Regions from separate parts of the Siniperca chuatsi genome. Here region 2 is linked to region 1. A link is a contact called in public Hi-C data. All regions are on one chromosome and are shown on one strand. The core of a region is the stretch at or near the end of the contact, and the rest is flanking DNA. Distances in the headings are between cores, read along the strand shown. Region 1 overlaps stk10 (serine/threonine-protein kinase 10). Region 2 holds the start of stk10 (serine/threonine-protein kinase 10).

Region 1 (6,936 bases), core at 1,208-3,707:
GCCTTGCCAGACCAGCCAGACCAGTTTGGAAAGAGAGCAGTCTCCGGACACCCCGAGCCCTACCACGCCCTCCCCAACCACACTAATACCTTTACCCAGGAAGGAGGCCGAGCCAGATACACCAACAGAGGAACAGCCAGGCTCTGTCATGGTGGTTCCTGTTCCCCTACCACGGCAGAATCTCCCTTCAAAAGATTCAGAGGAGCTGGGCGACAAACTGACCGATGAAGTCACTCTTGAGTCTAAGAAATGTGAGAGCGAGGACTCAACCAAGACTTCCAGCTCGGATTCGGGCATTGAAGATGGGAAGAGTACCCCCACATCGGAGGAGGAAAAGGTGCCCTTTGAAGTTTTAGTTAGAAAATGAAATATTACTTTGTCTACAGATGGATATTCCTAAAGTATTGACTGTGGTGTGTTCAAAGATTTTTTTAATAATAATACTAAAATTAATTTTAAGGTTGCTGTGGAGACCCCAGAGAAAGAACAGCCACCATCTCTCCCCCAGCCCGAGGCATCTGAGGAGCATGTTGACGTCATCATAGACTCAACAGACCCAGAGGGGCCGAAGATCCAGGTGGCCGAGGAGGAGAGCAACGTTGTGGCTAACGGAGGCTTACCAACACCAAGCTCAAGTCCCACTGTCACTCCTACACCGACTCCCCCTCCTTCTTCTGCTCCTACCCCAGTACCCAGACCCCGTTCTGGGCCGAATGATAGCGTAACCAAAGGTACCCCAGAGCGGACATCGACAGGAGGAAATGCTGACACTACCTCTACTTATATCAATGGAGGGATTATCAACAAACGGTACTCTTATTCAGGCAGCATGGCATCAGAGAGTATGGACATGGAGAATATCTCAAGGGTGAGTCAACATGAAGCAAAACTTTCTCTACTTGAGGAAATACATAGGCTACGCTTTTTACTCAGTACCTAGTAAGCAGCCTGATCTGTCCTGTATCAATATACCTTCTGTCTTCTTATTTATAGTACCATAATGATAATGGCTTTACATAATTGTTTGTTGATGCGGGGAAGATGAATGATATGGACATATCTTGTTAGTGTTTCAGCAGTATGTGTCTTTAAAGTGAAACAGACCAGTATTGAAGTGTAAAAGAGGTTCAGAGGCAGCTCCCTGCCTCTGTAGGAAAATCCCTTGGAAAAACAATTTCTCGGCACCCACAGAGGAACTGAAACTGCATTGTGTTGTGTTTTGGGTTGTGGGTGTTAACCATCTGAAACAGAGGATAGCCTAGTCTTCCTAGATAGATAGTCTTCTATTAGGCTACACATTGCATTTAGGGAAGATACGGAGGATGATACTAGTTAATGCTCTTAAAACCTACATTTTTCTTTTTAATTGGTTATAATTTATGGTGAACATGGATTTAATTGGTAAATTTGGGCTGAATTATTGACAAACACTTTTAATATATCAAAATCCCTCTGTGAAAAGTGAAAACCAAATCTCAAAAGAAAACAAGCTTTCTTTTAAACCTAATGATAATGCATTTTTAACATAATCCAATTGATTTTTAAAGGTTTATTAGCCTAATAAAGAAGATTTCCCATTACCCACAGACCACTTAGCATTCACCAAATTTGTGCTTAGCCTGACAGTCCCAGTGAGAGAGGGACATTATGAAGCTGAAGGGAGTGAAGAGAGAGACCATTTTATCATTAGACACAAAGCCTTTCTGAAGCAGAATATGTAACATTTTGCATTCATCAGAACCAACAGTGCCCTTTGTGTGGGCACAGTTCAGTATTCACCAGTGTGTCTGGAATCTGTATGGAAGTCTCTATGCAGCTCATTGTCACTCTGCTGCTTCTGGAGGCTTATGGACTGACCATGATTGAAATCCTATTGTGCGTGGAGTAGTGTCTGTTTGGGGTATGTTAAGTTTTTCCAGAACAGATTATTCAGCAGGGGACTCGGCCAGCAGCCTGCAGTGAGAGTGACTGGGCTTTCTTTGTTTTGTCGTTTTGGACGAGAGGACACTCACATTTGTGTGAGTGTGTGTGTGTTACTGCACAAGTGTGTATGATTGAGAGCATCACTGTGTGCACGCGGATGTGCTCATGAATTAATCTGTGTGTACATGAGAGCTGTGTGTGTGTGATTTTGTGAATGACGAGTGATAGGAAGTTAGCACAGTCACGTAGAGCCTCAAACGCAAACAACGCAGCTGAGCTACAGAATGACCCACGTGTCCTCTGATTATAGTGCCAGTGTGCACTTAATAACACACACAAACACACAAGCACATAGATTTATTGCCATTGTGAATCAGTTGTGTAGAAAGGGAATCAACAGCAGAACAGTACAAAAGTAGCTTCCAGTAACTGTCATCAGTGGCAGTAGTCTCGCACGGACTCATATGTAGTCTATTTGCTCAGCTGTAGAGGGTTCAGAAGCTTTGTCAGAGTGGACAACAGTTTGCACAAACTAATTCCCTCCTCTCCTATCTCCTTATATATAAACTATTTATAAACCAGGAAATTACGACATCCAGGTTTGAGCTACCCAGTGTTTGCAGAGTAAACCCTGCCTTATGAGTCTGGTAAATATTGTCCACAGAGGCTGATTTAGATAGGGGACACTGTAAATGTACATGTAACCATTCAACAACACAGCTTTGTTAGTCATAACAATTTTGTCTGTTCAGTTGTAAGGTGAGGTCATGCTTTGACTCATATTAAACATGGAATGTATCACATAGTATGATGTCCTTAGACATTGTTGGATTGGCCTGCGTTGTCTTGCTCATACCTCCTAAATTAGACTGAGTTTGGTCAACTTTGATCTGGGAGCAAAGAAGAAGGTCATTGGCCGGTTCTTGGTATGCCCATGATCAGAAATAGACTGCTTGCGTTTGGTTAAAACCTTGAATCTCCAAAAAGTGACTGTTCCAGTAACTAGGAAAAATGTTTAACTGGTTTCAAGTTTCTCAACCAGCAGACTGCAAGTCCTAATGTGAAAACCAACCAAATTTACTGTATATAAAGTAGGCTTTCACCCAGCATTGTTGTAAAGAGTTAAAGAAGCTAAGTCTCATTGTGTCATGTTTACTGGATGAGGTTGTGTCATTATCAGACATTTGCTTTCCGCACGGCGCTCCCTATTACAGTGACAGATGGAGCATCTTGCTGCTTGTTACAGTAGAACCAGATTGACAGGAATATGAATGCCTTTGTCAAAACACATACACACACAGCTGGTGGCGGTTGAGTTGAATTGTGGGTAACGTAGGCACCAGATTTTGACAAGGAAGAAAAATCTCTGGTTCTGCTGCATCAATTTTGATCTTTGAACTGTCTATCATGCGTCTGACACTGTTATAGGAGTGCAACGCTAAATCGATGGAGTACTCTTTTAAATTACTTTAAAACTTTGTGACACAGTGAGCTATGTCATGTGTTTCATTGCTTAGTTCCACCTCCATACTCTTTGCCCCCCAAAATGTCTCTCTTAATTACTGAACTAACAACTACTAGAATAATGTCCCGGCAGACTTTCATTGTACTCTCAAACACATAGTGATGCATGTACACAAGTGCAAGCACAGATTTGTCTTGTACTTGAGGTCTGATTTAATCTAATGTCATCCTTTTTCGTAACCTTTGTTCCTCTCTTTGTTTGTCTGCCTCTCAGAACTTCTCGAATAAGACTCTGAAGCGGACCAGGAAGTTTGTTATTGACGGCGTACAAGTGAGTGTGACCACCTCCAAGATCATCAGGGATGATGAGAAGAAAGATGAGGAGATGAGATTCCTGAGGTGTGTGGATGACATGTCTACAGAACACACATTCAGCACACAAACTTATATCTACTCAATATCTAGATAAGCAGAGTTGGACATATGTGCTGTCTGTCTCCATCTCGTTTCCTCTTTTTATTTCCTGGAAAAATTTGTTTCTATTCTATTCTGTGAAATTTGTTTCTATTCTATTCCTCGGCTCAGAGTGAGTTCTGTACATTGATAAGTGGCCTGTTGGATGTTGCTTTTATTCTATGTACTATTTCAGGCACCCTGCTCTTTTGGGCTTTAGCCCCTTGAGATTTGAGTTCAGAAATATTCCAACTGTTATGGAAAAAGACTAATTTAGGTAATGGTTTCTTTATATACTGTCTGTGGTTTGAAAGAAAAATAAAATGTCTCTGAAGTTACTTTTAGATCAGGGTGAAGATTAGGTTAGCTGTATTTGGTGTAGGGAGTCTAGATGTTATAACAGAAGGATCCATACAGTTTTATATTTGCTGTCCAATGACATGAATGACTTATGTTGTTTTTTAAATGAACAATTTGTACAGTTAAAACCGTCTTAAACACACTGCACTGCCAATGAAGCCCTAAGGAGTTTCTGGTGCATTATGCATGCCATCTAGTGGTAGGAATATGACATTGCATGTGTAACTGCTACATATCTGCTCTGTAAATATGTAAATCAGTTGTCCTGTGTTCCCCTGTGAGAAAAAAATCTGAACCCGAAAAGGAGAAATTTAGGCCATATTTTATATATTTTTTTGGCTTCATGATTGCGCTCTTTGCGTTCTCAGGCTACCTAAGATTAACTTGTTCTCAAACAGCCATTCAAACTGTATTTGCATAAAGCAGTACCGTCATTTAACAGCCACACAGCAGCCTGCTACGCAACACAAGAAAAGAGCCACACACTTCAAATAAAAACCCACATTAGCTTTCCTGCTGAAGTCTCCTTATACAACTCGCAAACACATCTTGTGTTGCACCTTAGCTGAATAGATGACCAAACAAACATCGAGGAATATCGCACTGCTAATGTCAGTTTGCAGGCTAAAGTCAGCTGTAGCACATTAAACAGCTTACAAACTTTCTTGAAAATGTCATTTTGGTCAGTTTAGATGCTGGTGTAGTCCTTATGGCGCCCCAGAGTGTATTTTTACACTTCAAGTCTATTTTCTTCAGTTTTACGTGCCTAACTGCTGTGATTGTGTGTTGGGCGCTGAGCGCTGCCAAAATGTGGCTGACTTACACTCAATACTGCACCTGAACAAAGCTACACTTTCCAGTGCAGGTTTGTTTACTTCTCTGCCGGTTTAGCTGTCAGTCAAACACGACATGCCCCTTCAGAGGCTGAGCGAAAAAGGAACATTTCTGATATTTCCCCATATATCTTTCATAAAAGAATTAATACAGAGTAACAATATTAACTTAAATATTACTATTAACTGTATTTGCATGTTTGAGAAGTTGTTACTCATAAACTAAAGTTGTATATATGTTAAAAATAATTCTGTGTGTGTTTGTGTTTAGACGTCAGGAGCTGCGTGAACTCCGTTTGCTGCAGAAGGAAGAGCACCGCGCTCAGGCTCTTCTAAACGCCAGACTGGAAACACAGAGAGAACAAATGCAGAGACGCTTTGACCAGGAGATGCATGTGAGTCTCACACACACACACACACACACACACACACACCGAGTTGCCACTTTATTAGGTACACCTAGCAACATATAATGCAGTCCATGCAACAAATTCTACAGCTGTGAAGATATTCAGCTTTTGTTGTTGCTGTAACTCTATGGTTAGTTTGGAGCCTGCAGTTTGTGGTGCTGTTGAATTACTTTTCTTATTATATATATATTTTTATTCATATGATGATTGGCTGGAGTAACTTGTAATACATTTTGTTTTTGATTTTTCTGATACACATGTAGGTTGCCAAAGTGTTCTCTCTTATGAAAAGAGTGTTAATTAGTGGTGTGATTCAAAATGCTGTCGGGCTGTTTTTATTTTCACCAAAGCTTATAGTGTGCTTGTTTCCTATTGGTGCTTCCCAGGCCAAGAAGAAGCACTACGATGTGGAGCTGGAGAACCTGGAGAAGCACCAGAAGCAGTGTATTGAGAAGATGGAGGGAGACCACCATGTTAAACTCAAGGAAGAGACCAAGCGCATCAAAGCAGATCAGGAACGTGACTTCCACAAGTTCCAGGATCAGATGAAACACAAGAAAAAGGAGGTGTGTTTAAGATGATGTGTGTGTGTGTGTGTGGGGGGGGAATTCACCAGTTGAATTACTTGCTTTCATTTGTTAAGTCCAGTTAAATCATAACAGAATGTTATGATATATTCTTTTAAAATATTTAGGTAAAACAGGTTGTTGATAAGCTGCCCAGAAGTCAGCGTAAAGAATCCTTGAAGCAGAGGATGAATTCCTTCCAAGAAGAGAAGATACAAGAGGTAAGTTGTTTGGTCAACAGTCATTTGGGCTTATGGTATTTTCATGCACACTTAACTGGTTTTGAAACATTTAAAATACTGAGAATTCTTACATAAATTCTTGAAACATTGCTGAAAAGCGAACATATCCCCTACACAATAACCTCTTAGTCCAATCAAACATTATAGTAAATACTTGACTACTACAGTTGCAGCTCCTCTTTAGCCATCCCTTCCTTCCCCCTTCATGTCTTTCTCTTTTCTGTGTTTTAGGAGAAAACATTCTTGGCAGCTCAGAAGAACCACCTGGACACCACGTTGATGAGAATCCTCTCCAACAACAAGAGAGAGATTGCAGAGATGGAGAGGGAATGCCTCAACAAGAAACACCACCTAATCAGAGGTACAGTATCTGATCAAATGACCCCTAAGTCCTTTTATTCTTAGCCAACCCCTGGTGTAGTGGGAAGTTACATTTGTTGTACAGTGTTGACATATTGTTTATCTCTTGGTCATTTCTTCTGTCCCGTCCTCGATTTGATTAGAGCGTGAAGCTACGATATGGGACATGGAGGAGAAGAACCTTTTCGAGAGACACCAGTTATTGAAGCAGCAGCTGAAAGACCAGTACTTCCTCCAGAGGCATCAACTTCTCAAAAAACATGAGAAGGTAAATCAGTAGATTGCAACTGCCCTTGCCACAATATGTATATACAGTATACAGTAT
Region 2 (6,936 bases), core at 1,593-4,092, 37 kb before region 1:
ATCTTTGCATTTCCTGTGTCACAGCTACTTAGTAAGTGGTAGTTAATAAGAGGTGTTAACTGTCATGACCATAGCCAGTTACTATGACAAAGGCTAATGGCAAAAACATTTTTATTGAGATTTGTAGTTACACTGGTTCATAGCGCACCTCTCCTGTTGCACAGTACATTAACCTCATCCCAGATTCAACAACGAAACCATCTTTCTTCAAGATCATTCCAAGTTGTTGTCATTCCCAAATAATATTTACCTGAAAAAGCTTACAGCTGTAATTCAGCACTGAGGTTGATTCAGTTTATTGTGCACAACTAACTTTCCAGATAAATGAAAGAGCTTAATAATAATAATTCATATTTATCTACAGTATATCCACAGAGCCAGAGTCTCTGCTGCAGCCCAACATGAAACAGAAAAGGGAAAACAGACTAACACTGATGAGATGCATTCAAACTGACTGCCGCTTAATGGGTCACTCAGTGGGTCCTTTCACAGGATTAAACAGGGTTTATGATGCGGATCATGAAAAGCATTCAGTGCATGTTTGATCCTGCTCACCTGAACTGTGAAGTCAGGCACATCTGGGTCTGTGGCTGGTTTCCCATAACAGACTGACATGACCTGTCTGCGCAGACCAGGCCATGATGTCTCGACAAAGGGTTAGAATTAATTCACTTTCATTACGGTCATTTTAGTAAGCTTCAATAACAGAAAAAGGGTTGAACTCTAATTAAGGTCAATTATAGACTGGAAATAAAAATAGTAAATGGAGTGTGAGTATACACACGTCATATGGGTGATTTTCTGCTGAGGATTTTTATTTGTACCTGCACTTTCAATCCAGATAACAATGTATTTAATATGAAGGCATATGAAATTAATCTGCTTACAACATAGGAAATATGAATCTGAATGAGACTATTATTCAATCACACACGTTTATTTCACCTTCTTTTTTGTAGGACTTGGTGTTCACAATCTATGACTGTGCTGCGCTGGAGCGCTAACATACCTGAAAGGACAATATTACTGTCTGCTCAAGGTGATTAGAGAGACAGCAATGCAGTCCTTCTATGTACATTCTCCAAGCGTCTGCAATGATTGAAAGACACAAGGCTGATGTTATATTTATATCTATGGTAACTATGGTTGTGTAACTAAACAATGTACTTTAATCATCTGTTTTATGACTATATTGCGGTTTTAATATTACCACTAATTACCACATCTTTCCTATGGAATCTGACTGGAAACATTTCATATAATAAACTTTATTAAAATGCCTTTTGTTATTCTCATTTAACAAGATAATGACACAATACACACAATATGCATCTGACTTATTCTAATAAAACATTTTATTTACATGTTCTAATTACTCCACTAATGATATAAAATGCAGTGATTTAGGGTTAGTGAGTCCACACCCCTGATTCAAGCAAAATATTAAATACATATACTAAGTGAATCCAGGTAAAATATACTATGTCATATTTTAAGGATTGTTAAAAATAGCCCCTTTTAACAGCCATTTTGACTTGTCATAGTAGGAAAAAGCACAGGTTACTAATAACATTAACAATGGCTCTGTACAATTCAAGTGTCCCAGTAAGACAGTGAGCCAACAATGACCCTGAAACTGAAGCAGCGAAATGGAATTCAGCCATCGTTAATTTCATTAATTACACCTGTGCTTTCCCTACTGTGAAATGTCAAAATGTCTTGACATAAGGTCTATTCTGGGTATTTCAAAATCATCACCGAGCATTTATTGTTGTGTGAATGGATCAAAATTACTTAAAGCCAACAGGCACCTAAGGGATTTTTAGAGGAAGATAAAGTGCATCAAGTTAACATGCTGGAGCTTAATTTTTTGTAGTCATAGTAACTGAACAAAGTATACACGCAATTACAATGGTGACATGTTATTAGTGTGAGGAGATTAGTAGAAACCTCTGTAGGCTTGTATGGACTTGCATGAGCATGTCTCTTTACTGTAGGTTCTTTGGGGATTCACAGGAGTTGTGATGAATTCTATAAAATAGTGAAAAATGTCAGTGACTATTTTCCCAGAGCCCAAGCTAATGTCTTCAAATTGATTGTTTTGTCTGACAAACAGACTAATAGCCAAACATATTCAATTTAAAATGATATAAAACCACAAATCCTCACACCTGAGAAGTTGGAAACAGAGAATCTTTGTTATTTTTGCTTAATAACTGAATACTCTAATTTAAGTAATTTATTTAACAAAAATCTGTCAATTAATACTCTGTCGATCGATGACTAATCATTTCAGCACTAAAATATATATTCATTTTCTGTAGTTGCTTTGTCTCACTCTGGTCGTTTTCCACATGCTCAACGGGTACAAGTTCACTGAGCTGAATGTGCCACTGGAGGGCGCTGTAGTACTGCCTGTACAGGTGAAGAGTAAGTTAGTTGAGCCATCATGTAGTTTAAAGGAAAAGAGAATAGATCAATTATGATTTTAAAACTACTGATTAATGCATTTAAGATTTTCAGTAAAATAAACTGTAATGAACTATCACCCAAAGAGTGTCACTTGTTTTGTTCTTTAATAAAAAACAACCCTATAACCAATAGCATTAAACAGTATAGTGATGCAGTAGGATGTAAACGACCAATACATTTGGGTCACAAAAAATTCACATTCCAATAGAAGTTTAGTAGTTTTGCTTTCAGCTGTTTGAGCTGTGGGAGACCCAGTCAGAGGACACGCCCAGCACCAACCCGGACATGAAGTCCCTTTACCTCATCAGCGCAACAGTGACGACGACTTGTTCTGTCAAAGAAACTACATTTCCATGACGGCAGTGGGAGGGTTGTTGAGTAACAAGGTGGGGCGTTTTCGCACAGTTTGAAGCAACAAGTTGCCCTGGCCGGAAGGCAGGCAGGCGACTACTCCATCGTGTTTCCAGCGGCAGGTGGTCACCGCGCGTCCAACACTAACCGCAGTTTGTGAATGGGGTTATGACCGCAGAGCCTTCAGAACCCCGGGTTGACTTGGACGGAGTGGAATAACTTCTTTTAACTAGCTCAGTTCTCTTTTACTTTTTCTTTTCTCCAGGACGCGGAAAGTGAAGTTTGGTAAATTAGTAGATACGTTTTTTTGACGGGCTGCGCGTCTCTGCGTGCGTAATGCTCTCTGTGTAGAACCTTTTGATACTGAATTGTGTTGCACTTTAAATAATGGCATTCGCTAGATTCAGCAGAATACTCCGTCTGCCCACAATTGAAATCAAAAAGAAAGTCAAGCAGTACGAGCACGTCCATCGGGACATCAATCCTAACGACATATGGGAAATTATTGGCGAGTTGGGCGACGGCGCGTTTGGAAAGGTCTACAAGGTAAGTCTGATCTCAAAGACATGAGGCACCTGCACACTGACTACACTAGTGTAGTGATAAAATCTGTTTATAGTTCTCAATCCTGTCAAGCTTTATTAGTAAGTTGCCCACCTGTTGTCAAGTCCAGTAACATTCTGTTAGAAAAGCAAAGAAAAGAAAGTTTTAAATCTCCCCAAATTCCAAGTCACGCTCATGTTCTCCCATAAAGATTGTTAGCTTGTCTGTGCTACTCCACGATTAAATCAATTATAAGCTCATACATCAATTTCCTTTTGTGTGCTAGTGTTTCTATTGTAATGCACATATCTCTTTCTTAGAATATAGCTTACAATAGAGGTGTGAACTACTTCTGAACACCTTTGGATGCTTCACCATCCCAGCATTGCTGAGATTATGACTAATACCTCAACTATGTCGTTGGTCCAGTGTTTCCCTGCAAAACAAAGTCAGGTAGTCACCAAACTGTGGCTTTGGGTATCATGGAAAAGTTTTTCAACACGACCAGTGGGCGAATGGTTTTACCTGTTGAGAAAAATAATAATTCATTGTACATGTTAGTCCATCACAGTCTATGTCCTTCTGCTGAGATCAACTTCATCTTCAGTTTTATTCCTTTTATTTATGAGTGGCTTGTTGAAGTAACTTGTTTTGTCTTTTCTCAAGTTTGACAGTTTTAAATCCTCATAGTTTTACTATAAGTACGTCAAAGGGACTCGCTCACTTTTTCTGCAGACATCTGCAGTACAGAAGGTTTAGAAAAATCTTCAATCACCCACCCGACTCCCTCACTCCTTGACCCCAGTGTGAAGCAGCCACAGTGACAGTGAAAGCACTCTTCATTAGTTCTGTCCTCTCAAACCTCAGCAGCACTACTTTTGGCTCAGATGAGTTATTTAATCTGGATCTGTTAGCTGGTCAGTCTCCTCTGTGAAGCATGGCACAGGCGCTCTGTGTCTGCAATGCCCAGTGGAGCACAGTGAAAGTCTTTGACACATCGGGGGCCTCAGTGGAAGAAGTGATGCCTTACCAGAGGTCTGTGCTGAACAGAAAATGTAGTCTTTTTAGAGGACTCCACCTTATTTAGGTATTTTGTTTTTACTGGACAGTATGCATACACTGGGGCAATGCTACAGGAGCACAGACACAGGAAGATGAATTCTGAAAGTTCATCCTTCCAGCCCTCCTTCTATCCCCCATCTTACCTTCATAATTAATGTCTGAGTCTCAGTGGAATGGTGACTTGTTTGCAATGAAATTAAAAGAAAATTGTTAAAGTCTTGCTTATGTAGCCACAGGTCTGAATTAAACATTAAGTACATTATGTAAGTTATCCTATAATGTGTCTTTTGAGCGGAGCAAGCATGTGAGGCGTCCTGTGGATAGTCTTTTGACAACAGAGATAAAAACAACACAAACACAAGTGAAGCAAATGGTATACCATGAAGACAAACAGTGCTTTCAGTCTGCTTCTAAGAAGGTGAGGGACTGACTGAACACAAGGTGCTTTAGGTTTGAAGACGCCTTTTTAAAAGTTAGTTTGTAAATTCACAGGAATTATTTGAATGTTAGAGTGTGGAGGCATACACAACAGTGTCCCCACTATGTTTGCACTTTCTTATACAAATGTCAAGCCTCCTCTTTGGCTTCTGCTTCCTCTCCTTGAGTGGGATGGAGGAGGACAGCTCCACACCTGCATCTGTCAGATGGAGGGGAGGGAGGCAGAGTGGGAGCAGATGATGGCCAAGAGAGGAAATCGTGGGACTTCATCAGGGGACTGCTTCCTTTCACAGCTCTCGAACCTCAGGATAAAAAGCTTGTCTGTGGGAGGGAAAGGCCTCAAGTGGTGTATTGCACATGTTTTCCGTTGTTAAAGTCTTTTGATAGAGCAGGCATGAGGGGAGGAGACACAAAATCTCCGTCAGGAGTGAAATCAGCTGCTTATCAGACTGTTAGGGGCAGGAGTCAAATTAAAAGCTGGCTTTGGATGTGTGACAGGTAGCAGAAGAGCAATACTGATTGTCTCTTCATAAATAGATTAATTCTTGTCATATGCACGTTGCAAGGACCCCTGCTCAGGCAGCTACTTAATTTCCAGCACCTGTCTCTGAGATTGGGCACAGACCTCTTTAGTTGTACAGTGTTGGTTGAGAGTACAGAGTGCTCCTGTCAAACTCTCCAAAGGTTAATGTCACCATTGGGAGAATAACAACTCACTTTGTTGCTCAAGGGGAGTGTTAAGGACAAATCAAACTGTGTGTGTGTATTTATATCGCAGGAACACTGTGAAAGAAGGATCTCATAAAATGCAATGTAATCCCTCAGTTATCGAATATGTTCTGCCCTGTAGGTGCAACTGTACTTTTCTATTGTTGATAGTACACTGCAGATGAGGAGTCCAGGATCAATCTTATCAAGATTATTTTTTCTAACCTTTCTCTGATCTTTGCCTTTTTTTTTGTAAAATATTGCATAGTTTTTTCCCTTCAGACTTATTCACATGAATCTTAAATTGCTGTTTGGTTAAACTGCTGGACATTGTTCTTTTTTAAAGGGTTAAGATGAGTGAAACAAATGAAAATGGTTTAACATGTATGGTTTTTGATCTAGTAGTTTTTTTTAAGCATAATTCACTAAGAATTCAGATGAAAAGTTAATGCAATGCAATTGATGGTTAATAGTATGTTCACTTAATTAAAACTAAGCACCTTAGCACATACTTTGACAAAATAAGCAAACCAAATGCTGAGTATTCATTTTTAAAATGCAGGTTTGTGGTGAAAGAACCACACAGAAGGAAACACAAGCTGTTATTGACATTCTCACGTTTTCTGTGTCACAAGGTTACAGCATCACTGTCCACCATCAGTGTGGAGGTGTCTACAGGCAGTGTTTTTAACAATGCATTGTTTGCAGTTTTTGGTTCATGCTGACTTGATTGGTTCAACCAAAGACCTAAATTTAAGAAATGTAGCTTCTCCCTTGGGCTCTTGTTATGGAGCAAGAAATGGTCTAACTTTTTAACTTACTTACTTGAGGCTGCTGGAGTTTGGCTTTAAGTGAACATGTAAGGGATTGACAGCTAAATGTTTTTTCAGTGTTTTTTGAAGTGTAGTCGGCACTACTTTTGATTCAACAGATTGAAATTGCAGTTTGATTTAATTGTATTTGTCATGTTTGACGCCCTTTCGGTGCATGTTGCAAGTCCTTGACATACTGCTCCAAATGTTGCACCGTGTCTTGCATACCCCCAAATAACATAATACCACAATACTGTGATGATGCTTAAAAATCCCCCCAGACATTTGTCGCCCCCGTAGGGTCTTTCATTCTCACCATAACCATTTAAGTCTCTCTCATACTTATAGTCATGACAGGATAATGTCTCACTTCCTGTCCACCCAGTGATTCAAAGGATGGTTGCTTTGTTTTGTCTATGCATGCTTGCACTTGTTGGAAAGAGTGTGAAGGTGTGCGGCTGCAACTGAAGTGTGAAACAGAAGAGTTGTATGGTTCCCCTCACTAATTAATGTGCCACGTGCCGCTGAGCACATTGCCCTGCTGCCGCTG

Evidence for each region. A called contact is a pair of places that touch in the nucleus more often than the background predicts.
Region 2: a contact with region 1 is called in a Hi-C map of skeletal muscle, with 6 times the contacts expected there. The contact joins the promoter of stk10 here to the enhancer-like site in region 1. A contact is called at or near these places in 2 of 3 Hi-C or Micro-C datasets (skeletal muscle and an unstated tissue).

What each region holds. Positions count from the first base shown.
Region 1 is chrLG14:19,343,967-19,350,902 of ASM2008510v1, reverse strand. It overlaps stk10 (serine/threonine-protein kinase 10), which reads left to right. Exons shown (of 20, transcript XM_044222290.1): 9 at 1-337; 10 at 461-868; 11 at 3,662-3,786; 12 at 5,305-5,428; 13 at 5,830-6,009; 14 at 6,138-6,230; 15 at 6,483-6,612; 16 at 6,755-6,879. Among protein-coding and RNA genes, the nearest start is that of stk10, 38 kb to the left of the region's middle. Within about 2 kb of position 2,457, the one cell type or tissue checked has an H3K27ac peak away from gene starts, as active enhancers do.
Region 2 is chrLG14:19,381,372-19,388,307 of ASM2008510v1, reverse strand. stk10 (serine/threonine-protein kinase 10) reads left to right here and starts at 2,842. Exons shown (of 20, transcript XM_044222290.1): 1 at 2,842-3,369. The coding sequence starts at 3,211. zmp:0000001268 (CYTL1 domain-containing protein) reads left to right here. Exons shown (of 4, transcript XM_044222291.1): 4 at 960-1,280. The coding sequence ends at 1,004.